7 separate regions of the Mus musculus genome follow, and all the other regions are linked to region 6. A link is a contact called in public HiChIP or PLAC-seq, capture Hi-C and promoter capture Hi-C data. All regions are on one chromosome and are shown on one strand. Each heading gives the region's core, a stretch centred on a gene start, on an enhancer-like site or on the middle of the called end of the contact. The rest is flanking DNA. Distances are from core to core; before and after follow the strand shown. Region 1 overlaps Il18rap (interleukin 18 receptor accessory protein). Region 2 holds the start of Rnf149 (ring finger protein 149). Region 3 overlaps Creg2 (cellular repressor of E1A-stimulated genes 2). Region 4 holds the start of Slc9a4 (solute carrier family 9 (sodium/hydrogen exchanger), member 4). Region 5 holds the start of Rfx8 (regulatory factor X 8). Region 6 holds the start of Il1r2 (interleukin 1 receptor, type II). Region 7 holds the start of Il18rap (interleukin 18 receptor accessory protein).

What was found. Promoter capture Hi-C pulls out the DNA fragments that hold promoters and counts their contacts. HiChIP or PLAC-seq counts read pairs in DNA pulled down with a chosen protein or histone mark. Capture Hi-C pulls out chosen DNA fragments and counts their contacts.
Region 1: an H3K4me3 HiChIP or PLAC-seq map of bone marrow-derived macrophages shows a contact between it and region 6, with 11 times the contacts expected there. The contact joins the enhancer-like site here to the promoter of Il1r2 in region 6. A contact is called at or near these places in 17 of 39 promoter capture datasets (the 3T3-L1 cell line, 3T3-L1-derived adipocytes, the HPC-7 cell line and 10 more), 1 of 484 Hi-C or Micro-C datasets (bone marrow-derived macrophages), 2 of 115 datasets of contacts at active chromatin or transcription factors (the 230-238 cell line and bone marrow-derived macrophages) and 4 of 9 other capture datasets (adipose tissue, liver, macrophages and 1 more).
Region 2: a contact with region 6 is called in a promoter capture Hi-C map of pancreatic islet. The contact joins the promoter of Rnf149 here to the promoter of Il1r2 in region 6. A contact is called at or near these places in 8 of 39 promoter capture datasets (the 3T3-L1 cell line, 3T3-L1-derived adipocytes, the C10 cell line and 3 more), 1 of 484 Hi-C or Micro-C datasets (cortical neurons), 4 of 115 datasets of contacts at active chromatin or transcription factors (the 230-238 cell line, large pre-B cells, pro-B cells and 1 more) and 2 of 9 other capture datasets (liver and pancreatic islet).
Region 3: an H3K4me3 HiChIP or PLAC-seq map of craniofacial prominence shows a contact between it and region 6, with 6 times the contacts expected there. The contact joins the enhancer-like site here to the promoter of Il1r2 in region 6. A contact is called at or near these places in 6 of 39 promoter capture datasets (the 3T3-L1 cell line, the C10 cell line, embryonic stem cells and 2 more), 3 of 115 datasets of contacts at active chromatin or transcription factors (bone marrow-derived macrophages, craniofacial prominence and large pre-B cells) and 1 of 9 other capture datasets (adipose tissue).
Region 4: a promoter capture Hi-C map of stem cell-derived epiblast-like cells shows a contact between it and region 6, with 2.6 times the contacts expected there. The contact joins the promoter of Slc9a4 here to the promoter of Il1r2 in region 6. A contact is called at or near these places in 10 of 39 promoter capture datasets (the 3T3-L1 cell line, the HPC-7 cell line, the SN4741 cell line and 6 more), 1 of 484 Hi-C or Micro-C datasets (bone marrow-derived macrophages) and 4 of 9 other capture datasets (adipose tissue, embryonic stem cells, liver and 1 more).
Region 5: a capture Hi-C map of embryonic stem cells shows a contact between it and region 6, with 3 times the contacts expected there. The contact joins the promoter of Rfx8 here to the promoter of Il1r2 in region 6. A contact is called at or near these places in 8 of 39 promoter capture datasets (the 3T3-L1 cell line, the C10 cell line, the HPC-7 cell line and 5 more), 1 of 484 Hi-C or Micro-C datasets (bone marrow-derived macrophages), 2 of 115 datasets of contacts at active chromatin or transcription factors (the 230-238 cell line and large pre-B cells) and 3 of 9 other capture datasets (embryonic stem cells, liver and macrophages).
Region 7: a promoter capture Hi-C map of hematopoietic stem and progenitor cells shows a contact between it and region 6. The contact joins the promoter of Il18rap here to the promoter of Il1r2 in region 6. A contact is called at or near these places in 14 of 39 promoter capture datasets (3T3-L1-derived adipocytes, the HPC-7 cell line, HPC-7-derived erythroid cells and 11 more), 1 of 484 Hi-C or Micro-C datasets (bone marrow-derived macrophages), 1 of 115 datasets of contacts at active chromatin or transcription factors (bone marrow-derived macrophages) and 4 of 9 other capture datasets (adipose tissue, embryonic stem cells, liver and 1 more).

The regions. Positions count from the first base shown.
Region 1 is chr1:40,543,110-40,546,110 of GRCm38.p6, reverse strand. Il18rap (interleukin 18 receptor accessory protein) reads right to left here. Exons shown (of 13, transcript NM_010553.4): 11 at 2,984-3,001. Among named protein-coding and RNA genes, the nearest start is that of Il18rap, 29 kb to the right of the region's middle. Within about 2 kb of position 1,255, at least 7 of the 459 cell types and tissues checked have an H3K27ac peak or open chromatin away from gene starts, as enhancers often do. A contact at or near this core is called in bone marrow-derived macrophages, where this site is marked.
Region 2 is chr1:39,575,305-39,578,652 of GRCm38.p6, reverse strand. Rnf149 (ring finger protein 149) reads left to right here and starts at 1,306. Exons shown (of 7, transcript NM_001033135.3): 1 at 1,306-1,826. The coding sequence starts at 1,379.
Region 3 is chr1:39,634,163-39,637,393 of GRCm38.p6, reverse strand. All of the region lies in intron 2 of Creg2 (cellular repressor of E1A-stimulated genes 2), which reads left to right. Among named protein-coding and RNA genes, the nearest start is that of Creg2, 15 kb to the left of the region's middle. Within about 2 kb of position 1,318, at least 75 of the 459 cell types and tissues checked have an H3K27ac peak or open chromatin away from gene starts, as enhancers often do. A contact at or near this core is called in bone marrow-derived macrophages and craniofacial prominence, where this site is marked.
Region 4 is chr1:40,578,366-40,581,617 of GRCm38.p6, reverse strand. Slc9a4 (solute carrier family 9 (sodium/hydrogen exchanger), member 4) reads right to left here and starts at 1,391. Exons shown (of 12, transcript NM_177084.3): 1 at 847-1,391. The coding sequence starts at 1,102. Gm35801 (predicted gene, 35801) reads left to right here and starts at 956. Exons shown (of 2, transcript NR_168311.1): 1 at 956-1,162.
Region 5 is chr1:39,719,337-39,722,570 of GRCm38.p6, reverse strand. Rfx8 (regulatory factor X 8) reads left to right here and starts at 1,582. Exons shown (of 15, transcript NM_001145660.1): 1 at 1,582-1,693. The coding sequence starts at 1,629.
Region 6 is chr1:40,083,106-40,086,254 of GRCm38.p6, reverse strand. It overlaps Il1r2 (interleukin 1 receptor, type II), which reads right to left and starts at 1,541. Exons shown (of 9, transcript NM_010555.5): 1 at 1,436-1,541. Gm16894 (predicted gene, 16894) reads left to right here and starts at 404. Exons shown (of 4, transcript NR_037980.1): 1 at 404-642; 2 at 968-1,111; 3 at 1,241-1,288.
Region 7 is chr1:40,513,518-40,516,675 of GRCm38.p6, reverse strand. Il18rap (interleukin 18 receptor accessory protein) reads right to left here and starts at 1,314. Exons shown (of 13, transcript NM_010553.4): 1 at 1,200-1,314; 2 at 901-976; 3 at 141-279.

The DNA of each region.
Region 1 (3,001 bases), core at 6-2,505, 460 kb before region 6:
AAGAAGTTCCAGAGAGGAGGATAGTAGGACACGCCAGTACGCAGAAAGGGTTAAAAAGTGAGATTGACTTTACTGAGGAGGGGGAAGGGTAAAAGGAAGGGTGGATGAATATCAATAGAAATGATTTTAAAAGCAAAATAAAAATAAAAATGTGTAACACACCATATCTACCTCTGACCCTCCCAGGGTTTTGTAAAAACCCCAGAGTTTTCTATAAATCAAAAGATAAAACAGAGGAATGGATACAGAAAATGTGGTACATCTACACAATGGAGTACTACTCAGCTATTAAAAAGAATGAATTTATGAAATTCCTAGGCAAATGGATGGACCTGGAGGGCATCATCCTGAGTGAGGTAACACATTCACAAAGGAACTCACACAATATGTACTCACTGATAAGTGGATATTAGCCCCAAACCTAGGATTCCCAAGATATAAGGTACAATTTGCTAAACACATGAAACTCAAGAAGAATGAAGACTGAAGTGTGGACACTATGCCCCTCCTTAGAATTGGCAACAAAACACCCATGGAAGGAGTTACAGAGACAAAGTTTGGAGCTGAGATGAAAGGATGGACCATGTAGAGACTGCCATATCCAGGGATCCACCCCATAATCAGCATCCAAACGCTAACACCATTGCATACCCTAGCAAGATTTTATTGAAAGGACCCAGATGTAGCTATCTCTTCTGAGACTATGCCGGAGCCTAGCAAACACAGAAGTGGATGCTCACAGTCAGCTAATGGATGGATCACAGGGCTCCCAATGGAGGAGCTAGAGAAAGAACCCAAGGAGCTAACGGGATCTGCAACCCTATAGGTGGAACAACATTATGAACTAACCAGTACCCCGGAGCTCTTGACTCTAGCTGCATATGTATCAAAAGATGGCCTAATCGGCCATCACTGGAAAGAGAGGCCCATTGGACACGTAAACTCTGTATGCCCCAGTACAGGGGAATGCCAGGGCCAAAAAGGGGGAGTGGGTGTGTAGGGGAGTGGGGGTGGGTGGGTATGGGGGACTTTTGGTATAGCATTGGAAATGTAAATAAGCTAAATACCTAATAAAAAATGGAAAACAAAACAAAACAAAAAAAAGATAAACTTATTTAGCAATGAATTTACAGAGTGTGGTGTTAGAGGACCTACACATGTCCTCCTAGTGTTATTTCTTTCTAAATGAAGTTTAGACATTCACAATGAACTCTTGGGCTTTCATTTTGTAAATAAATATCCGTTTGACCAGCAGAGGGCGCTGAATCACTGTGCTCCAGAACCCAGTTCTGAGCAAATCACCAAGAAGTGAAATCACATGAGACAAAATTAAATGATCCCTATCAACTGACTCTGCTTTGTTAAACTCTAGAATCTTAGGGGGGGGGGGGTTCAGTGAATTTGTTCCATACAAATATAAAAGGCTAATTAAACAAACAAAAATTCTGAAAACACTGTTGGCTTATATGGAACTCAAAGGATGTTATCAATAATCGATCTAAAATAAGATGAAATGCATGTATTTCTCTAGTTTTCTTAGCTTGGTTCAGGTGTGTGTGTGTGTGTGTGTGTGTGTGTGTGTGTGTGTGTGTGTGTGTGTGTGTGTTTGTGTGTGTTTGTGGGGGCGGGGAACTGAACTCAGACCTGAAACACTTCTTACTTTCTTTTCTTGGTGCCGTAATTTCAGCCTGCAAAAGCCACTGGCCTCAGAGGACCCTCCCAGTGAAGGTGCTTACACGGCAGGCAGACCTTCTGCTCCAAGCAGTAAAGTCAGTCACTGACACTGCAAATACACTGACCTGAGACTTGCTGAAGCCAGCAAAGCTTAAAGCAGCATTCTAGCCCATACAACATGATGGGTATTGCAACCATGTCTTGTGGGTGAATTAACAGAAGTGTCATTGGTAATAATAGGACTTGTAATTTGTGCAACTTACACTTGTTTGGGACAAATCCCTGACCTGGCATGCCTTGTTTTCATGTGGTAATAACCCAGGTGATGGGTTTCCTAAAACCAGACTTAAAGATTCAAAGTTAAGACACAGCCTCTTTGGGTGGTCTCATACGAAGATTATGGCTTCATCTTTCTCTGTCTAAGGGGACTGTGAAGATGGCAATAGTCAATACTCTGACTGGGCATATGACCCATCCTCAAGTGACATTCATCGCAGACCATACTGAGTTTCTATATACTTAGGTACCAGTCTAAAGGCAAACCAGGTCTAGCCTCAGTGAGCTCACATACTGTCCTCTGCCTGCTGCTGCGACAGTCCTGTTTTATGAATGAGGAGAGCGGTATATAAAGCTGCCACTTGCTGAATCACCCCAGATTGGTTAGCAAAGAGAATATTTCTAAGTCCCATAAATCCCACAAAAGTATCTTCTACAAGGTTCCTGGTAACTAGAATGAGCTAGAATTGTTTCTTCAGTCTTTCCTGGTGTAAAGCCAGAGCAAAAGGAGGAGAGGAAGGAGGAGGAGGAAGAAGAAGAGGAGGAGGAGGAGGAAGAGGAAGGAGGAGAAGATGAACAAGAAGAGGAGCAGGAAAATTAGAAGAAAAAAGAAGAAGAGTAAGAAAAGGGGGAGGAAAGACTAGGAGGAGGAGGAAGAAGAATTAGAAGAGGAAGAAGAAGAATAGAAAGAAGAAAAAGAAGAAGAGAAAGGTGAAGAGAAGGAGGGGGAGGAAGAAGGAGGATAAGAGGAGGAAGAAAAATTAAAAGAAAAAGAAGAGGGGGAAAAGAAGAGGAAGAAAAAGAGGAAGAGGAGGAGGAGGAAAAGAAGAAGAGGAAGGACCTAATCCTTCGAGATAAAACACTACCTATCAGGCATTAGCTACCTCTGACTTTTCTCATGGGCTCTGGCTGGCAGGAGGCATGTGAAATCACAACTAAGACAGTTCTAAGAAAAGAGAGCCAATAGATAGGGAATAACTAAGTAACAGTGTCTTGTCATTTAGACAGGGAGTGGCACACTGGGTGTTCTTACCCCCCAGAGTCTCATCTT
Region 2 (3,348 bases), core at 57-2,556, 510 kb after region 6:
GAGGGGGAAACAACATGAGCAAGCCTCACAGGGAACATGGTTCAGAAATGCGGCAGCACAACGGCATAGTGAGTGAGTTTTGAAATCATGAGTTCAGTTGCTCCATCAGAATCGAAGCAGGCCTCTGCTGAAAGTCCAGTGTAATTAAAGACTTGGTGTTCCTTTATAGAACTGGTTCTCAGGAGAAACTGGTTTGACCAATACAACAGAGATCTGTGAGGTGACCTGAGGCCCCTCAGATAAAAAGGATAATATAAGTCAGGCTTAGGGATGAGTTGAAGGTCTGTCACAGTATATGCCTGTGTGTGTATGTCTTCAGAATAGTGCCTAACAATGTATAGCTATGCATTAAGTCCATCACTTAAGTGTCCACTTCTTAGGTTTAAATACATTTTGATATTCAGTAGCTCATATATGAAGAGGTATTTTAAATGTCTTTTGATATTTGGTAACTCGGGTGTGATGTCTCCTCAGCGTTATGGAGAGATCTCCTGTGTTTATTCGGGTCTAGTCAGACTTCACATTCTTCAAAGGAAATACCTTTCAGGTTCGCTGGGGTTGATCTACCAGAGCATCTCAAATCTCAGCTCTACTCAAGATTTTACCGGAGCAGAGTTACCATACTTGCATTTAACTATGTTTAGTGTGTTCAGGATCTTTTAATGGTACACTGAAAGTATCCACCCACTGTGTTGTCGAAGGACTATCTATCAGCCACCATTTACCTCCAAACAAATCCTTTCCCCTTTTTCCCCCCTTTTGATTAATGTAGCACCTTCGTCTTCGTCCAAACAGAGGCACACATAAACTAAGGAGAAGGAAGAAAGGGCTCGAAGGCAACCATTGAGAAAAGAGCAACAAAGAATTTAATATATTACAGAGTTTGTAACAAAAGGCATCTGGACAACTTGACTTAGTGGTTTTTGTTGTTGTTTGCTTGTTTGTTTAAGTGGTTTAGGCAGCCAGGCTTTTGCCGCGTGCCTTGCACAGTCAACTCCACCCTCTGAGAAACTTTACACAACCGCAGTCCCACGCTGGCCGACCCGGAGCGCACAAACTTCCCCAGACTTGGGGACTCTGGCAGCAGGGTTGCACAACTCTCTGCAGCATCTGCAAGCTTCAGCTCGGCCGCCCACAGCCCTGCGGCACAGACCCTGGCGCCTGCGCACTCCTCACGCCCGCGGGCAGGGCCCCACCCCTTCCGTCGCCACGCCCCGGTCACGCCCCTCCAGGTGCGCGTGCGCCGCGGGTCCGCCCCCGCCGCGCTCGGCGGTCTCTCGCGAGCCGCCGCCGTCTCCTCAAAGCTGTGGGCCAGCCTGGAGTGAGTCGCCTCGTTCTGACTCGCGCTCTTCTTCCTCAGTAGCCCGGCCGGGCGGCCATGGCGGCGCGGCGGCGGCCCGCGGCCGGCGTGGGAGCCCGGGACGCACTCGCGGTGCTGGCGCTGGCCTTGTGTACTCCCGGGGTGGGCGGCGGGGCGCTCGAGTGGTACTCGGCCATGGTGAGCATCGAATACGTGGACCCGCAGTCGAACCTGACGGTGTGGAGCGTGTCGGAGAGCGGCCGCTTCGGAGAAAGCTCGCTCCGGGAGGAGAGGCAGGGCCTGGTGGGCGTCCCGCGCGCGCCCGCGCCCGCGGAGGGCTGCGCGCCCGACACGCGCTTCGTGGCGCCCGGCGCCCTCGGCAACGCGCCCTGGGTGGCGCTGGTGGCGCGAGGCGGCTGCACCTTCAAGGACAAGGTGCTGGCGGCGGCGCGGAGGAACGCCTCGGCCGTGGTGGTCTACAACCTGGAGAGCAACGGGAACGCCACCGAGCCCATGTCTCACGCGGGTGAGCAGGCCGGGCGCTGGGCCGCTGGCCGCGGCCGGGGCGAGCCTGGTGGTTCCCCGGGTGGTGTGGAGAGGGAAGTGCGTGCACACGCTGCAGGATCGGAGCTTCACCTCGGGAGGGTGAGAAAGCTGGGAAGGGCCCTCGGCCGGGGAGTAGCAAACACACCGGTGGCAGGTCCTACGGAGTTCAGTAACTCTACAGATTCCCGAACCCGGGTCGCTTCCTAAGGTCGGCTCACGGACTCCCAAAGTTGGTTGAGTGGAGAGTGTGTAGGAGTGGACGGCTGGCGCCGCCAGGCTCGCATTGTCTCTTCACCAACCTAAAGTGGCTACTCGATGTGGTTTCTTCCTCTCGATGAGGCGAATATGAGTGTTTTCAAAACCCTGGATCAAAAAACCTGGGTTTTCTTGCTGTAGTTTCTCTCTCGACGCATGTAGGGTGATCGCACTAGCTCCTGGTTTGGACAGTTTGAATTCAGATGAATTTTTTTTTTTAAACTGTTTTCATTGAAGGAAAGAAAGGCCTTGCTACCTCTGTCAGGAGGCCACCTCTAAACACGCTGTTCCAGGGGACAGACAAGGATGAGTTTGCAAAATGTCATCCTTGGGACAGAGTTCTCTCCGGGGACCCAGAATTTGATTGTGTTTCTCTTGTGCCTTCTAAGATCACATTAGCTTTAGGCATCACACGGTTGACTCATTCTGAATTTCCTGTGATTAGGGTTTTTAAGTTTCTGCTACTAGCTAAGACATCTTTCTTCCTGTACTGCATTTTTGTTCTCGTTCTGTTTTGGTGTGCATGCGACACAGAGCTTATAAAGACAGAAAAGTGACCTTGGGTTTAACCATTTTTTTTAACGCGGTTGGGAATGATGGCCATTTGATGACAAGGAAGTGAGCTACGAGTACAGATCAACTCTTTTTTTCTTGGTTGACTCCAGATTAGGAGAGAAATGGGTATAAATTGCAGAAGCATAGCAGGGTGAAGTAAGAGAAGGTAAGGAACACTTGAAATGGTGTGAAAGTAATCTGCTAGAATGGAGAAATGTCCAGAGAAGTCGGGTCTTTAAGAACTCAAGAGTTTGTTGGCTGTGGACCACGGTGGTGGGTGAGAATAGACCGATGTCCCTGCGGTGGTGTTGACTCAGGCAGTTAGTCCGCTGATTGCAAATCAGCCTAATTGTCACTGTCCACACACCATCTTTCCACAAGGCTCCTGAGAGATCCTAGCATCCCAGATATATGTTCCCAAGTTAAGTTCTGTCAGCGAAGATAGGCCGGTGTGACTCCTCGATGTTGGGTGTGTACATGTGTGGATGCACGCACATCTAATGTAGACCGTTTTCTTTTCAGTGACAAGCTCATTACCCTACAATTTTCTAACTCTACCCTTCTGCATTTTTTGATAATGACATTGACATCCTACCAAGCAGACACCTCTTGTTCTAAACATGGCTCAGCAATCTTTCTTGTTTATATTGTTGACATATAATTTATCTGGACCCAGGAAAACACCTCAATCA
Region 3 (3,231 bases), core at 69-2,568, 450 kb after region 6:
ACATGATCATTCATGCTAATGTATGCAGCGCCTCCCTTTGATATTTTGGGGGTGTCACGATTGTGCCTACTTATAACCTAAACGTTTTAAAATATAGACGTTGGACTGGGGAAGTGGCCCAGCCACTGGAGCATCTGCCACATGAGCAAGAGGACAGGTTTGGATCCCCAGAACTCTTCACCGCTGGGTAGCCATGGTTCCAGCTGCAGAAGGAGGAAACAGCTGGCTGGTGAAACCCGGACTTAAGCTCTGAGTTCAGTGGACAGTGTCTGCCTCAAACAGAATAAAGGTGGAGAGGGATCAAGGAAGATGCCTAACATCCTAACCCCAGAGCATCCACACACATGTGCACACACAGGGACAAAAGGCACACACAGGTGCATATATCTCTTCCAGAGAGAAATGAAAAAAATGAGGATTCAGATCAACCTCAGTGGCCAGAGCAGACTGACTGGTCTGAGAGGGGAGGAGCCTCACGCCTCTGTGGTGCAGGATCTGAGGGGGCAGGGCAGGACCCAGCACAGAGTCTGAGAGCAATCTCTGTAATTGGAGGTAGAGCGCGGGGAGGGCATGGCTCCCACTGCCTAGAAACTGCGGCAGGGACTAAGTCACATTGCCTGCTTGTGTAACCTCCAGGCTTCTGGGTGTGTGGTGGGGCATATTTGCTCAGTAGGAATTCCATGAGCCCGACTCCCTAGAGCCATGGGTCCCTTTTAAAGCCCTGCTGCTGAGGGAAATTTTCCTTCACACATAGAAAAATATAGAGAAGGTAACATGGGTCTAATACAGGCAGTATTCAGTTGGTGAAGGCAAATCTTGCCGTATTCCAAGCCTGAATCCAGCAGCAGGCAGCTACAAAGGGAAGCCCAGAGAATCTTCATTCAGACAGTGACTTGCCCCTCACAGGAGAGTGAGTGGTTTTACCCTCCCTCCCCACCCAAGGGGCTCTACCTCCAGCTTTTCCTGGCCCATTGTGTGTGGCTGGCCAGTGTCTGTTGAATCACAAGACTTCACGGAGAATGAGTCAAGTTTCTAGCCCCAGTGAATGAGGAAATGTACGGAACCACAGTTTCCTTTGGATGCTTTTGCCAAGCTCCTGGGCTGCTTGATTTCACGCAGAGAAACTCGGAATTCTGATAGAAGCTGTGTTGTTGTTGTTGTTGTAATCTTAGGGCTGGCATCAGAAAGCAACAGCAGCTCTCACTGGACCAACATTGAGGTGTTGTCAGGGCTCTTGGCTTCTATGGCTTGTGCCCTCTGCCATACTCTGAAGCCAGGAATGGTGGCTAAGTCTTTCTCACATCCTCTCCCACAACATGACCCTTAACCTCCTTCTCCTACTTTAAAATTGTAGTCAACTGTGGCGACCTAGTTCTTTAATCCCAGCACCCAGGAAGCTGAGGCAGGAGGATTGGGAGTTCCAGGCCAGCCTAGGTAAGGTAGTGAGACTTTATATCAATACACCAATATTGAGAAGAGAAGGGGAGGAGCAAAGAAGCTGATGATTATCTAGGACCTAGTCAGACTGCCCAGGAAAAATCCCCCCTTCAATGCCGACTGATTACTAACCTCAATTCTCTCTTGCCACCTATGGTATTGTATTCACTCGCTCCAGACGTGTGAATGTGAACACCTTTGAGGGCTTGTTAGCCAGCCTATCACAGAGAAAGAAAATGATGCCAAGACAAGCTGCTACCTAATGTACACATGGAATGTTCTATAGTTACATTAGCTATATAATTTTTTTATTCTGTATGACCATCACCAATAGAGAAGGAAAAAAATCCTTATTTAAATATCCTGTTTTACTGGAGCTGTTGCCTGTACATGGGATATGTTCTTCTAGCTGGGTTGCCTTGTCTGGCCTCAGTGGGAGAGGAGGCACCTAGCCTCACAGAGACTTGAAGTGCCAGAGTCGGAGGACACCCAAGAGACCCCACCCACTCAGAGGAGAAAGAGGCATGGGGGAAGGATTGTGGGAGGCAGTAATCAGGAAGGGGCAGTAATAAGTAAATAAGTAAAAGTGAATAAGTAAAAAATTAAACTAAATTAAAAATAAATATTATTCTGTGGTGACTTACTTAAGAGGGCTAATTCCATTGCTTTGTTCAAGAGAGATTTTGTAGAAGAAATTGGCTTTAACTGTGAACAGATAAAGCTGATGATGTTCTTGTGTGGACAAATTCTAGTTACTTGTAATGCTTGTAGAGTCATTTCTCACTTGCTGGTTGTGTTTATTTTCTCCTGTGTGTCTCGGGGCTGGTTCATTTGTTTGTTTTAACAACTTGCTGAGTAGATTCCATTTTTCTTGCAATTGCATTCTGTGATTCCTTTATCTTAGCCCACGAGAAAAATTCCCAACTCAGCAACTAGACTTTTGCCATGTTGAAAACACCGACGGTAACACTTCTGGATGGAACTCGATGTTCCCCCCATGCAGCAATGTGTCTGAATACGTGTGTGCGGTCACTATTACCCTCTCTTGTTAGGACTCCACTGGGTGTGTGATAAAGAGAAGCTTCCAGGCAGGTAGAGGCAAGTCTCTTAAGTCTAAGCTAAGCATGTATGTGGCTTGACAGAGGCATCTTTCTCAAGATATTAGCATAACGTGATGGATGAGTCTGAGTGTGGGAGAGTCACGCCCCCAGACAGCTGTTTTATACCTGCCGTTAGTGTTACAAGTAGTTGTCAGCGTTTGTATGGTCAGGTACATCAGAGCCCCCAAGGCTCCACTGACTTGATAACTTAATAGAAAGATTCACAGGACTCAAAAGCTCACGGGCTACTGCATTGAAAAGGTACAGGCTGAGATGAACGAAGGCTTGAGGTGCGTGTCCTGAAGTCCAAGAGAAACCAGACATAAGCTCCCAAGGGTCTCCTGCGGTGGAGTTACATGGGGCAAACTCGACTTTCCAAGCAATGATGCCTAGCGCCAGGTACAAAGTATTGCCAACCAAGCTTCCAGTCCTGGGTAACCCAGGTTTAGTATAATCTGGTCCTATGCACACCGTACTGACTACATCTGATCTTAGCTCCTCGGGACTTTTTAAATCCCCAGGGGGCCAAATGGTGTGGTGTGGCCAAGGTCCTCAGATGTACAGAGCCAGTCAGGGCATTCAAAGGACTCAGAGGCTGCCACCCAGGGGCTCTCTGAGGGCCAGCCAGTCCTCCTAAAGATGGACCTTTCTTAGATCATCTTCCAAGTTACTCCTCTACTGACAGCACATTGCT
Region 4 (3,252 bases), core at 142-2,641, 500 kb before region 6:
CACATTGCAGTGAAAAGGACTTGGTGCATTTTACACTTTGAAACACCTGCCCACTATCATGAAGGGCAGCAGAGTTGCAGAGGCAGTTACTTTCAACTCTTACAATTCCAGTGTTTCAAAGGGAAATGCAAAGAAACAACATCCCATCCCCAGAAGTGGAAGATTCCATTTCATTTCAATGTTATTCTTCCAGATGTTTCCAGGAACAGTTCCCATAATATTCTAAGAAGAAAAAGAACTTGCAAAGTCAGAAGTGACTTTAATTATTTTTGTTGTATAATATCTGTGTAAGCAAACTGCTAGAGATGTCTCCCAACTAACAAAATTACAGTTCTGTGGCTAGGAATGAGTAAAAGACTATGTTAGAAAATAAATGTTATCTACAGGGGAACACCAGGGCCAAGAAGTGGGAGTGGGTGGGTAGGGGAGCAGGGTTGGGGGAAGGTATAGGGGACTTTCAGGATAGCATTTGAAATGTAAATGAAGAAAATACCTAATAAAAAGGGGGGGGAAGGGGAATGTTATGTAGTCTTCAGTATTTCCTGAATACTGTACACTTTACATTTTATATTCTTTTAAACATATAGCATAAGATTTTTATATGACAAAGAAAACACATGGTTATCTTTTTGAAATATGAAGTCAAAACCATGCAGGACCTGGAAGTATGCGTTTAAATTTCAAACACAATCCTGAAACATTAAACAGCCACACTTCAGGGAAATGCGCACTACAAGTAGCAGTTACTGTCTACTTAACTCATCGTAGTCTGTCATGTAAGAGATGTTCATACATGACAACTCAGGTAAGAAACAATCCTCCCTCAACCTGTGCTAGAGGACTTACCTATCTTGGCAAGAGATGCGAGCAGTATCCAGAGGGTGACTTCATAAGGGATTTGAACATAGTCATAATCCAGTTCAAAAACAGATATCCCTTCATCGGGGTCTGAGCTAGAAGCAGCAAACCGAGCATCAGGTGCCTGCTGGGCAGTGGGATTGGAGGACTCATTAACATACGATGTTGCTTCGGAACGTGTAAGGACCGCCAGCAGTAGTAACCAGTTCCATAAACGAAAAGCCATAAACATTGCAGGACCCATGCCTGTGCGACTCTGACTTCGCACCTGGGTCCTGATGTATGCCACGCCTCTGCGGCACAGGTGAGTTTCCAGCTGCACTATCTGACCGAGAGGCAATCTATTTGCAATCCAGAAGTCATTTCCAAAGAGGTCCGGTGCGATGACTCTGCAGGTGCGTCCTTTCAAATCTTCTTAAAATCTACTGTGTTCAGGCAGCTCAGTTCTGGGCTCAAAGAGATATCTATAAAGAGAAATCAATCCCTCTTCATTCGAAACTGTTTCCTCATTCTCTGAACACTGGCTTCATCTTGTGAGTGTAAATTGGGAAGAGACTCATTCCGAGAAACACTGAAGTCCTTTATAAGGAAAGGATTCCTTTCTGCCCTGTTGGATCCCAGGAAGGAGCCACCTGTCCCACACCTGAGCCTCCTCACCTCCCGAGATTCTGTCTCACCTGTTTTGAACCGGTCAAAGCCGCAGGTAGCTTTTGAACCACACTTTAATTATTTGCTTTGATTTGACTTTTGTAATGAAATGCTTGTTCCGAAGGTTCTTGGCAGGCTACACTACTGACACCTAGTGGGCACCTGCAACATATCAGCCTTTGTGGCTGATAAGGACCAAGTTGCTGTCTGTTGGGTTAGCGCTCAAACCAAAGTATTTTTGAGGATGAAGAGCTGTTAGGAATTGCGCCAGGCCATGAGGACGAAATAGCACTGTCCTGGAAGACCCATAAGACTGTCTTCACAGACAAGGGAGGAGGAAGTGGCAAAGCAATGAAGATAATGAATACTTGATTTCCTGGCCAATAAATTATGGAAGAAACAAAGCTCCAGCTTTCTCTAAGCTCCACAGTGAGTTTCTCAAAGGGAAGAAACCAAAATGAGAAACTTCATGAATGTGTCTGAAAACTCAGTTGGAAAAATGTTCTCAAATACTCAAACCCAGTAGCTAACCATTGTGCCATTGTGCTCTGTCTGTACAAAAGAAGTGTCTACACAGCCTAGCTATGAGGTCCAGAATGGATTTTGTCAAAGGTTCTTTATCTGGAAGTGGGTAGTTGCATTGGGCCAGTGGAGCAGATAGGACAGTAAATAAAATTGAGAAGAAGAGGAGGAGGAGAAGGAGGAGGAAGAGGAGGAGGGGAGAGAAGGAACTTCAAAAGGCCCAAATTGCCTACAGATTTAATGTGTATTTTTCTAAAGACAACTGAAGCAAGGATGTAAAAACAACTAACGAGCTCTGCTTGAGGCCACAGCATCACTTTGAACTTTACCACGTCATCTCCCTTCCTTGTCAATTGCACCTTACAAAACCACCTTTTGATCCACTTACAAATGGAAATTATTTTTTTAAAGACTATTTATTTTATGTATATGAGTACACTATAGCTGTCTACAGACACAACAGAAGAGGGCATCAGATCCCATTACAGATGGTTGTGAGTCACCATATGGTTGCTGGGATTTGAACTCAGGACCTCTGGAAGAGCAGTCAGTGCTCTTAACCCCTGAGCTATCTCTCCAGCCTGGAAATCCTTTAAGACAGAAGATAGAAAGTAACAGCATGGAACGTAAATAGAACAACAACAGCATGGTCAGAGGGATGGGTTAGTTTTACAAATAGCCACTAGGTAGCATTTGATGTAACTATGAATTTCATTGGACATACAGGGGCTATCTTAGACAAAGGAAAGCATCAAGCAGATAGGTAAGCGTGTGTCAACCATGGATTTACAAAGTACAATTAACTCCAGGGAGAGAAGTTGGATTAATTTCAACATAATGTAATATGATAGGATGAAAGTCAAAGTCATACAGATCTCTTAAATAAACTGAGAAAAAAGAAACAGACCAAATCAACATGTTTTCATTTTTAAAAAAACAGACTAAATATCCCAAAAGCTGTTGCCTGTATGTTGGATATGTTCTTCTAACTGGGCTGCCTCATCTGGCCTCAGTGGGAGAGGAAATGCCTTGCAGAGACTTGAAGTACCAGGGTGTGGAGCGGGTGGGGGAAATACCCACCCAGGAAGAGTCCCACCTGCTCAGAGGAGAAGAGGAAGGAATGGGCAAAAAATAGTGGGAGGGGGTGACCAGAATCAGGGCAGTGAGCAGGATATAAAGTGAATAAGTACAAATAAATAAATAAATAAATAAATAAATAAATAA
Region 5 (3,234 bases), core at 333-2,832, 360 kb after region 6:
TTTCCTAAACACATGAAACTCAAGAAAAATGAAGACTGAAGTGTGGACACTATGCCCCTCCTTAGATGTGGGAACAAAACACCCTTGGAAGGAGTTACAGAGACAAAGTTTGGAGCTGAGATGAAAGGATGGACCATGTAGAGACTGCCATATCCAGGGATCCACCCCATAATCAGCATCCAAACGCTGACACCATTGCACACACTAGCAAGATTTTATCGAAAGGACCCAGATGTAGCTGTCTCTTGTGAGACTATGCCGGGGCCTAGCAAACACAAAAGTGGATGCTCACAGTCAGCTAATGGATGGATCACAGGGCTCCCAATGGAGGAGCTAGAGAAAGTACCCAAGGAGCTAAAGGGATCTGCAACCCTATAGGTGGATCAACATTATGAACTAACCAGTACCCCGGAGCTCTTGACTCTAGCTGCATATGTATCAAAAGATGGCCTAGTCGGCCATCACTGGAAAGAGAGGCCCATTGGACACGCAAATTTTATATGCCCCAGTACAGGGCCAAAAAGGGGGAGTGGGTGGGTAGCGGAGTGGGGGTGGGTAGGTATGGGGGACTTATGGTATAGCATTGGAAATGTAAATGAGCTAAATACCTAATAAAAAATTAAAAAAAAATAAGTAGATAGATAGATAGATAGATAAATAGATAAATCTTTTTTAAAAAACAAAAACAAAAAAGTCATTCTAATGGGTTCAGCCTGGGCTTGCGTCTCCTTGTCGTCTAGAATCGAGCAGGAACTTTGTGGACAGCTGTGTGTCATCTCTGGAGAACGGCCTGTTCATGCCCTTCACTCGTTTATAAGTTGAACTTTGATGTTGTGTTATTATGATTGGCAAGTATGTTTTTTTTTTTCATCGAGATTGAGACATCCTTCTGAGACTTGTAACCAGTGAGCAGCCAATGTCACATCCCTATGGTCGGAGTCTTAAAAGTGTGCCACGCCTGTCCAGTAGCACTGGATACAATAGCCTATTTCCCCATGAAAGGTGTGAGCTTCTGAGACAGCTGTCCCTGCAGGCTTGGAGGGATCGGTCTGCAGCAGCAGCCACCGGAAGCTGCACGTTGGCCCCTCTCCCTGGGATTCTATTTTCACCATCTAGGTCACCTGGAACACAGCCTCTTGTCCAGAGAAGGGCTTTTCCCGGGCCAACTCCCCTCCCCATGTCCCACCACCACCCGGGCCCGTTATACTGAACCCTTTGGGAAAGGAGGTGTTAGCTGATCATCAGTATTTTTCAAAGTGCGGAAATAATCAAATAATTCTCAAGTGCTGTCCAGTTACAGACCCTTGGTGATCAAACACTGCCACCGACCTGGCCGAAAGTTTATGCCTGAGCTTTTCTCTGTTCCCTGGTTTGATCCGTTAGCCCAACGTTGGCCAGAGAGGGGAAGGGCGGCAGCATGGGGGATGGGGAACGACATGGGAGGTGCCTCTCCGACCTTTGGTGGCGGTGGGCGGGGAAGAGACCCCAACCCGCACCTCTGGGTGCAAGGCGTGGGCCCAGCATCCCCCCTCCCACCCCCCAGCTGCACGCGCCCCCCGCGCGCCCCCGCTCTAAAGTAAACACGGCGGAGAGGACCGGTGCCCCGCTCGCTGCCCGCTGGGCGAGGCATGGCGGAGGCGGTGCCGGCCTCTCCTGCGAGTGGCCTGGGCCTGCACCGGGGTATCATTCAATGGTGAGTGTCAGGACAGGGAGATACGGGCGCTGCCGGCAGGTGGGGAGCCCCGGAGGACGGGAGAGGAGCACCCCTGGTTCAGGAGACCCTGGCGGAGAACGAGGGAACACACACACACACACACAAGGTCTTCGTATCTGCACCCGGTGTGGTGCTGGTTTTCCACCTAGCTGTCCCGGTGGGTCCCACTTCCCGTGGGGGAGCAATCCAGCCTGTTCCAACCAGAGCGAAGCCCTGTTACTGAAACACTGGCAGGCCTTGGCCTTGGAGGAAGCGTGTTGTTGTTGTTGTTGTTTTCCTCCTGGCAAGAGCTCTAGAATGGAAGTGTCTTAACTTAAAACAACGTTTAGCTTCAACAATGCACTACGTATTACTTGTGAAAGTCATTTCTTGGCTATTTCAATAGAGGAGAGGAAAACTATAAAAAAAAAAAATACCCTCAGCTCATGGGCCTGAACTCAAAAGAGTCTGTGGCTCTTTATAAATAGGAAAATAATTAAAGCCAGTCCTCAGACTGTAGCTTTATAAGGTGACTATTATATATCAGCATACATTTTTCTTTGTGTGAGCTTTAAGAAATATTTCTCAGGGGAAACTTTTTTTTTTAAGAGTCACCTGAGGAAGAAGTAGTTTTTAAAAAAGAGAAGAATATGTTTATGATTATAGTTACTACTTTGTTCCAAAAGAGAATTTATTGCCCATCTTATCTTGCGAGAGGAAAAAAAAATGTAGTCAGACCCCCTTGCCTGCCTTCTTAGCAAAAGAGTCAGTTCGGTGCCTTAATTAGCTACTTCAGCTCACCACTGCTACAGAGACTTTTGCTACAGAGAAGTGAAAGAATGATTACAAAGTTTAAACTACTTGGGCATCCTCTTTAGGTCAGGTACTGTGGCCAGATTTCCTTTTGCCATAGGTTCTTCAGAACTGAGAAAACCAAAAGACTTCAATTCTCCTAACACTGGCATTCAAACCACTGCCCCAGTGTCTAAGATAGAATCCTGGAACAAAGATATCAGGCTGCCCAGAATGGGGGCAGCAGTGGCTAGAGCTGGAGGAACCATGGGAGGCAGCTCAAGAGAGAGTAGGGAGAGGCCCCAGATGTCCTGTGGAAGAAGGGCCCTGTTTATGGATTACATCACTCCCTGTTTTCCAGTCAGTGCCTTGTTAGAAGGGACAACGATCAGTCAGGTGGGGTCCTATCTGGGCCATGATTACCACTGTCATCTGAACATGATAAATTGTCCCTGGGAGAAAGGTCAGGATGTTGGCCAGTCTGGGGGAACAGAAGTAAGGTCTCCAAGTCAGAGACAGGAAGAGACATGGTCAGACGAGGGAGCACAAGCCTGGACACAATAGTGTAGACGCAGACCCCGGGTCAGGCCTTGGCATCTAATCTCAGGTAAAGCACAGGGGCATTTTGGTGGCACAATGGCAGCCCCTTAACCAGAGTCACCTGTGGTGGTCACCTGCCTCACACCCTCTCCTCAGAGCCGCATGCAATAGAGGTCAGGCTTAGCAGAGCAGGTTTCCCTTGGGACTGG
Region 6 (3,149 bases), core at 292-2,791:
AAGTTCCTTGTCCACAGATAACTCCCTCCGTCCTGGGCTCTCTAATGAGCATGAGCCTCATCTAATCTCCTAAGAAAATAGTCCTCCAAAAGGGCTCTTCCCATACAAGCAGTTCCAGCGTGTGATCGAGTCCTTGGGCACACACCCACATCTACTGAATCTGAAAAAAAAAAAAAAAAAATCTGCGTGGGCCAAGCAATGCGTGTCGTAGGCAGATATGGTAAAGGCCAAGTTGGAAGACCTGATAAACAGAGTAGTCGGAAGTTCCTTGAAAAAGCACCCGCTTCTGCCGCTTCTGCTGTCCCTAGAGGCTGGCGCTGCTATCCTGGGGTATGGGAGGAGGGACGTGATCACGTGATCTCCCCGGTCTCACTGTCAAAAAGTCGGACGTGGTCACGTGATCGCTCCATTCTCGCTGTCAAAACAGTAGGATTTGAGGGTGAGCTGGGAATGAGAATGGCTTGGGGAAGCCCAGGACAACCTGCAGCACACGAGGGAGGGTCCATCCCCGCAGCACTACCAGCTAAGAAAAGGAAAAGAATGCATTGAGGCAGGCGAGGCTCAGAGAGGCCTCGGGGAAGACATTCTTCTGCACTTATGCCTGTAGGAACAAGATGCTGATCCCGGAGAGCAAGCCTCCAGGTAAGGCAGAGCTAGAGGAGGGTGAGGTTGATGGAAGCCGATATGGAACACGGACGGAAGCCAGCAACATCCCACTGCAAGCAGGGACTGGGAAGGACAGGCCAGTCTTTTGCCTCTATTTACACAGTAGGAAACCCAGAGAGAAGCTCTGGCCAAGATCACCCTGTGTAAGGAGGCTGAGGTCAGAGACATATAAGCTAGGGCTCAGAAGGGAAAAAATGGGCTTCAAAATAGAGTAGGGGACTGAAGAGAAGAGACTTTAAGAAGCAGAGGAGGGAAAAAAACCAGTACATTCATTTATCTAATAACTGTGTGTGCCAGGCAGGTCTTAGAGTGCTGCCCAGTCTGCCTGGAAGCTATGGTTTCTGAGAGGCATCAGGTACATTTAAAAAAAAAAAATCACCCTAGGAAAGTCCCCAAAGCCTTTCAACGTGCTCTGCGCTCTGTCCCAGATGCTCAGCCTCCCAAGGTAAGAACCCAGCCCACTCCCTTCCTCCAGGTGAATTCTAGATGCTTGTCTGTCCCCTGCTACCTGGATCTGTGGACATTCAATAGCAGCTCTCTGATGTAGTCCCCCCCCTCCCTTTTTTTCTAACAGAGAAAACGAAGTAGAAAACAATCAAGGAATAAAGTGACCTCCACACAGGTGAGGAGACCGCTCACCCAGAGGAAGCTAGGAGACTCATAGAGGGTTGCCTGAGGACCCACTAAAAGCAGACCTGATGTTCAGACTGGTGTCTGACTGGTGACTGGCTTCCTGGTGTCTCCCCCTGCCTCTTTCCCACCTTCTTACCTGGAGCTGTGTATTCTTGTACCTTGCTGCTTCTTGCCTGACTGGGGAAGGCTGCTGGGCCAGACTTTCACCTTCTGTGATGTCCCAGCAGCCCCCTCAGGGATTTATAGGCTCCTGCTTGTGGTTTCCTAACTGGCCTGTGTCACTCACTCTAATTGGGTGGTGGTGGACACACCTTTTCCCTGCTCACGGGGAGCACCCTGCTCATGGTGCTTTGTGCGTACATCCTTGCCATATGGGGAAGTGGCCTAGGAAACTCTGAGTTTCCTTATTTGAGTGTGTGTGTGTGTGTGTGTGTGTGTGTGTGTGTGTCGCTAGAATGGCATGCTTCCAGCCAAGAACACATTTTAAAGTGATGCTGGCTGTACATGAAGAAGTTGTAAACAGTTTCACAGGCAAGATTTCACCCCATCTGCTGGATGCTGCTTAAAACCCAACCATGGTCCCATTAAAGAGAAAAGGAGGGTTTTAAATGAGTGGGACACAAGATCCCCACTCCCACCCCCAAGGAACTCTTCTTGACTAGGAGGAGGATTAAATGGATGGGCTTGTTTTAGGGGGGCCTTTGTTTGGCTTTTTGTTTGTTTGTTTGTTTGGTTGGTTTTGTTTTTAACTTTTTGTCTGAGTCTTTGGAAGCTGGGAACATGCTGCTTAATGTAGAGAAAGTGACTGCTAATGTAAGTTAAGGATTTCCAGGTCCGGAGACAGGCTCGGGTTTGGTGCTTCAGGAAAAAGTGGTAAGACAGCCAAAGGAGGAAGAGGATGGTGTGTGTAGTGCTGCAGTCCATGAGCCAGAGAGCCAGAGGCTGGACAAAAACCCAAGACATGGATGCTGCCCTTGTGGCTCCAGGGACCCTGTATGGACTACAATTCATTCTAGCCCACTGAGGCCCATGCAGACCTCCGACCTCCAGAATGATGTAGGAATAAGAACAAATGCAAATCTCATCCCCTGCCCCCCACCCCCGCCTTCATCTTACCTCCCCAAAAGGAGTCTGAAGCCCATGTTTTCTCTCCCTGTCCTTAATTTGTGAAGTACTTATGAGAAAGAATTGTTTGTATGACAAAGAGTCCTTCTGTTGCCCAGCTGACCAGAGTAGGGCTTAGAATTCTCCACCACATATTGTCTCACTGTGAATTTTATCCTAGGTATTTGATGACCATATTTTCTTCCATCAATATCGCAGAATTTGTATCTGCTAAAGACAAATGAATGGTAAAGACAATGTGTCAAAGTATTCAGAGTTCAGACCACCCCCTCAAACTGGGCATGCATGCATGATGTTGGTGGCTCACACATACTGTCTTCCAGTCACCTTCCTCCACTCTCTGGGCTGCATGTCACTTAAAAGTACCTTGCCACAGGTTTTCCATGGGTGGCTTCTGGTTTCTGAGCCAGAACCACATTGGGTCTAATTGAGGAGGAGTCTCTACCTCAGCATTTGCAACAAGCATCTTGGGTAACAGGCATCTTGAACCTCAAAGGATCTTGGTCATTTCCCATGCACTGGTGGGGAAGTTGAACTGAACATTCTATTGCTGCTGGGCCCATGAATGGAGATGGAGGGATACAGGAGAAGCAGTCATTGTTCCATGGGTCCTGCTGAGGCTTGCTACTGTCACTACTAAGTTTGAACTTTAGTAGTGGTAGTAATAGTAGTAGTTGTTGTTCTTCTTCCTTCTCCTCTTCCTCCTCTCCCTCTTCCTCCTTCTC
Region 7 (3,158 bases), core at 65-2,564, 430 kb before region 6:
CTGACAGATACCAGCAAATGTAAAACTCAAGTTTGTCATTCTGTAAAACATGTGTGCTGTCATTCTTATTGTCCCAGTAGAAAACCAAATGTTGCATCACTCATAGCAACGGTGCCCGTTATGAAACAATGACCACATACCTGTTCAGTAGTAGAAGGGAGAATCATATCTGGAGGAAGAGGGTTTCAAAGTTTCTCATCTTGCCACCACTATTCGCCTTCTCTACAGAAGGAGGTCGGAGGCCGGTGAGATGATCTGAAGATCTGCAAGGTCTCTTTCCTAAAATTTTCCAGAAGGCTTTTATTTAAAAATTCTCTCTTTTTCTCAGAAGCAGAAAAAGTTAGCCTGAAGTTATTCAAAAGATACCCAATTTGACCATATTTTAGAGTAATAATGAGCTAAGTTTTTCAAAGAACAAAGCTTTTGCTGGGAGGAGAAAAATGAAAGCTGTGAATGAATCACCAGGAAGCCTCTCAGTCCTGTGCACACCCTTAAAGTACAAATAAAAAAGAGATGCTATGGCCTAGTCTAATAATTGCAGTAGTCAAAGAATACTGATAATGCTCACATGGTCCATAGCAGCTTGTTCAGTGCTTGCCTCCAAAGATGGACAAGTAATGTGGCCATTCAGATTTGACCCGCATTTGATTGAATCCCTCTATAATCCTTTCAATAAAATGTAAGAATCACTGTTTAAAACAAAGGTTTACTTTGTAACTAGTCACTTATACAAGTTAAGGTTAAAACCGACACTGAGATACAAATGTTGCTGCCTAATAGCACACCTGTGATTAAAAATATTCCACAAAAAGCAACTCTTTAGCAATTCACTTTTTAAGTCCTTTAAAAATATATATTAGGGGTTAAGGAATCTAGGGAAAGAATATTCTGGTCTCTTACCTTTGTTTCCTGCTCTTACATACACAACAAATAAAGAAATTCAAGTCTTTATGTCAGTGAATGCCAGCTTGTGCATCTGAAAAAAAAAGTGTGAAAAACACCCATTTTCAAAGGGTTCTGCTACATTTTTTTTTCTTAGCAAGAGAGTTACTTGAAGAAGATTTAAGGACTATCCAACCCATACAGTTTTGAAATAATAAGTTATACCTGGACAGAAAAGGACAACCTTGGAATTTTGTAAAGGACCTCTGGTGTTGGAAAATGCCCAGTCATAACAAAGGAGAAATGAAGTAAACTACCTTTATCCACGGAAGAAAACTCCTGAAATAAAGCATTCAAAGCTGTCCTCTGGCCAGCCTCCTTGACAAGAAAGGGGTTGTGGTTAGGTTTAGTTGAAATGGTGAGTAAGCCTGCTTCCTTTACAGGAATTTCCTGTACCAAATGTTAACATTCGACACGGTTTCTCAACAGGGGAGTTCTTTTTTACTTCCTCCTCCTCCTCTTCCTCCTCCCCCTTCTTCTAAAACAAGCACTGCCAACCTTGCCTTTCATTTCAAACCTAAAGGCTTTCTTCTGATGAACTCTCTCTCTCCAGCATCACTTTTACAGAGCAATAATTTATCAATGAGGAGAGTGATATAACCGTAGCTTTGAAAGGCTCGGAGGCTATGCTTGTGCACCGTGGAATGCCTAATTAAGAACTGCACTGTAATTAAAACAATTTAGAGGACCGTGAGACCACACTAGTCCCAAAGCCTCTTAATTAAACGGAGCCTATTCTCCCCATAAAGACAAGCTGAAGCAGCGGGGCACAGCAAACCATGGGGATTGTTTCAGCACAAGGCTGGAGAAGAGCATAAAATAAAAGCAGAGCCCAAGTTCATGTCAGAGTGGGGGCAAGGTAAGTGTTGACCTGAGGTGAAGGTGAAAATCTAAGAGAAGAGTTAGCAACTGAGGGCAGGTCTAAGCCAATAAATAAATAGATAAATAAATAAATAAAATCATGTATTCATGCTAATTGTGGAACTAGCTCAAATCCCAAAAGGATTTGAGGTTTTCCTACCACCTATTGCAGGTTCAGAGGAAAGCACATGAGGGCACATGAGCTTAGACTCCCAGGGTGTGACAGGGACAGCCCAGTAATCCAAAATCTAAATGGGATTAAAGGAGGAATACTGAGGATGAAGGGGAAACGGATAGACCAGGCATTGTTCATGATAATGGTTTAATTCAGGCTGAGGTACATTCAGAGTGCCTGGGCGTTGGGAGTGTCCTTATCAAACCTCAGAGATCTGAATATAGACCTTAAAGTTAAGCCCAAAGTTACTGCCAGTGTGGTCTCCTGAAGTGAATTCATCAACAGCTTTTCCTTCGAAGCTTAATGTGTCCTTTATAAACTGTTTTTGGAAGAGAAAAGCAGGACATCATGAACCACAGGAGATTTGGGATCAGATGAAGGTCTTAGTCACCACAGGAAACTCAGGCTTTAACACTTGGTACAAGTAAAATCATTGCGGAGCACCCTCATGAATAGAGAGAGCTGACCTGTGGAACAGAAGAGGAGACAGTGTAGAAACAAGTCTAACTGTGTGTGGAAATTTTTAAAAATAGGAAAGAGCATCACAAACTAGACGTAGTGTGGTAACTTAGGTCGCCCTATGGAAAACTACGCAACAAATTCTCCACTCGCACCACACAACAGACTATGTTCCAAATGGACTCAGATCTTTTTACTTAAATTTATTTTTTTAAATTTTTTAATGTTTGCAAATAAATTAAAGTATAATTACAACACGTTTCCTCTTCCCTTGGCATTCCTCTTATCTGATTATTATGCCTGCTCATTATCCCCGTCACTGGTTGGCCTTTCCCTCAATCTCTACTCCATCTTTATCATGTAAGGCAAGAAAAATTTTGGGTCAAAGATTTTGTGGTGGGTTGATGTCCCCCTCACTCCACTGGAAGTCCCACCTGGCTACTGGAAGTGGCCACTTCAGTCTCCTTATCTCCAACTGTTAAGAGCCTCATCTAAGGTCACTCTCATAGCCTCTTCTATCTCAGATCTCCAGCTAATACCAGAGATGACCCACACTGATTTTTATCTCTTTTCCATTTCCCATACCTGATCTCCATCCCCGTTCCCCTTCTCACCCGGTCTCCCTCTCCCACTCAATTCCTTCCATCCATCCACCATGTTTATTTTATTTTCTCTTCTGAGTGAGATTCAAGCATTCTCTCTTCGGCCCTCCCTGTTACTT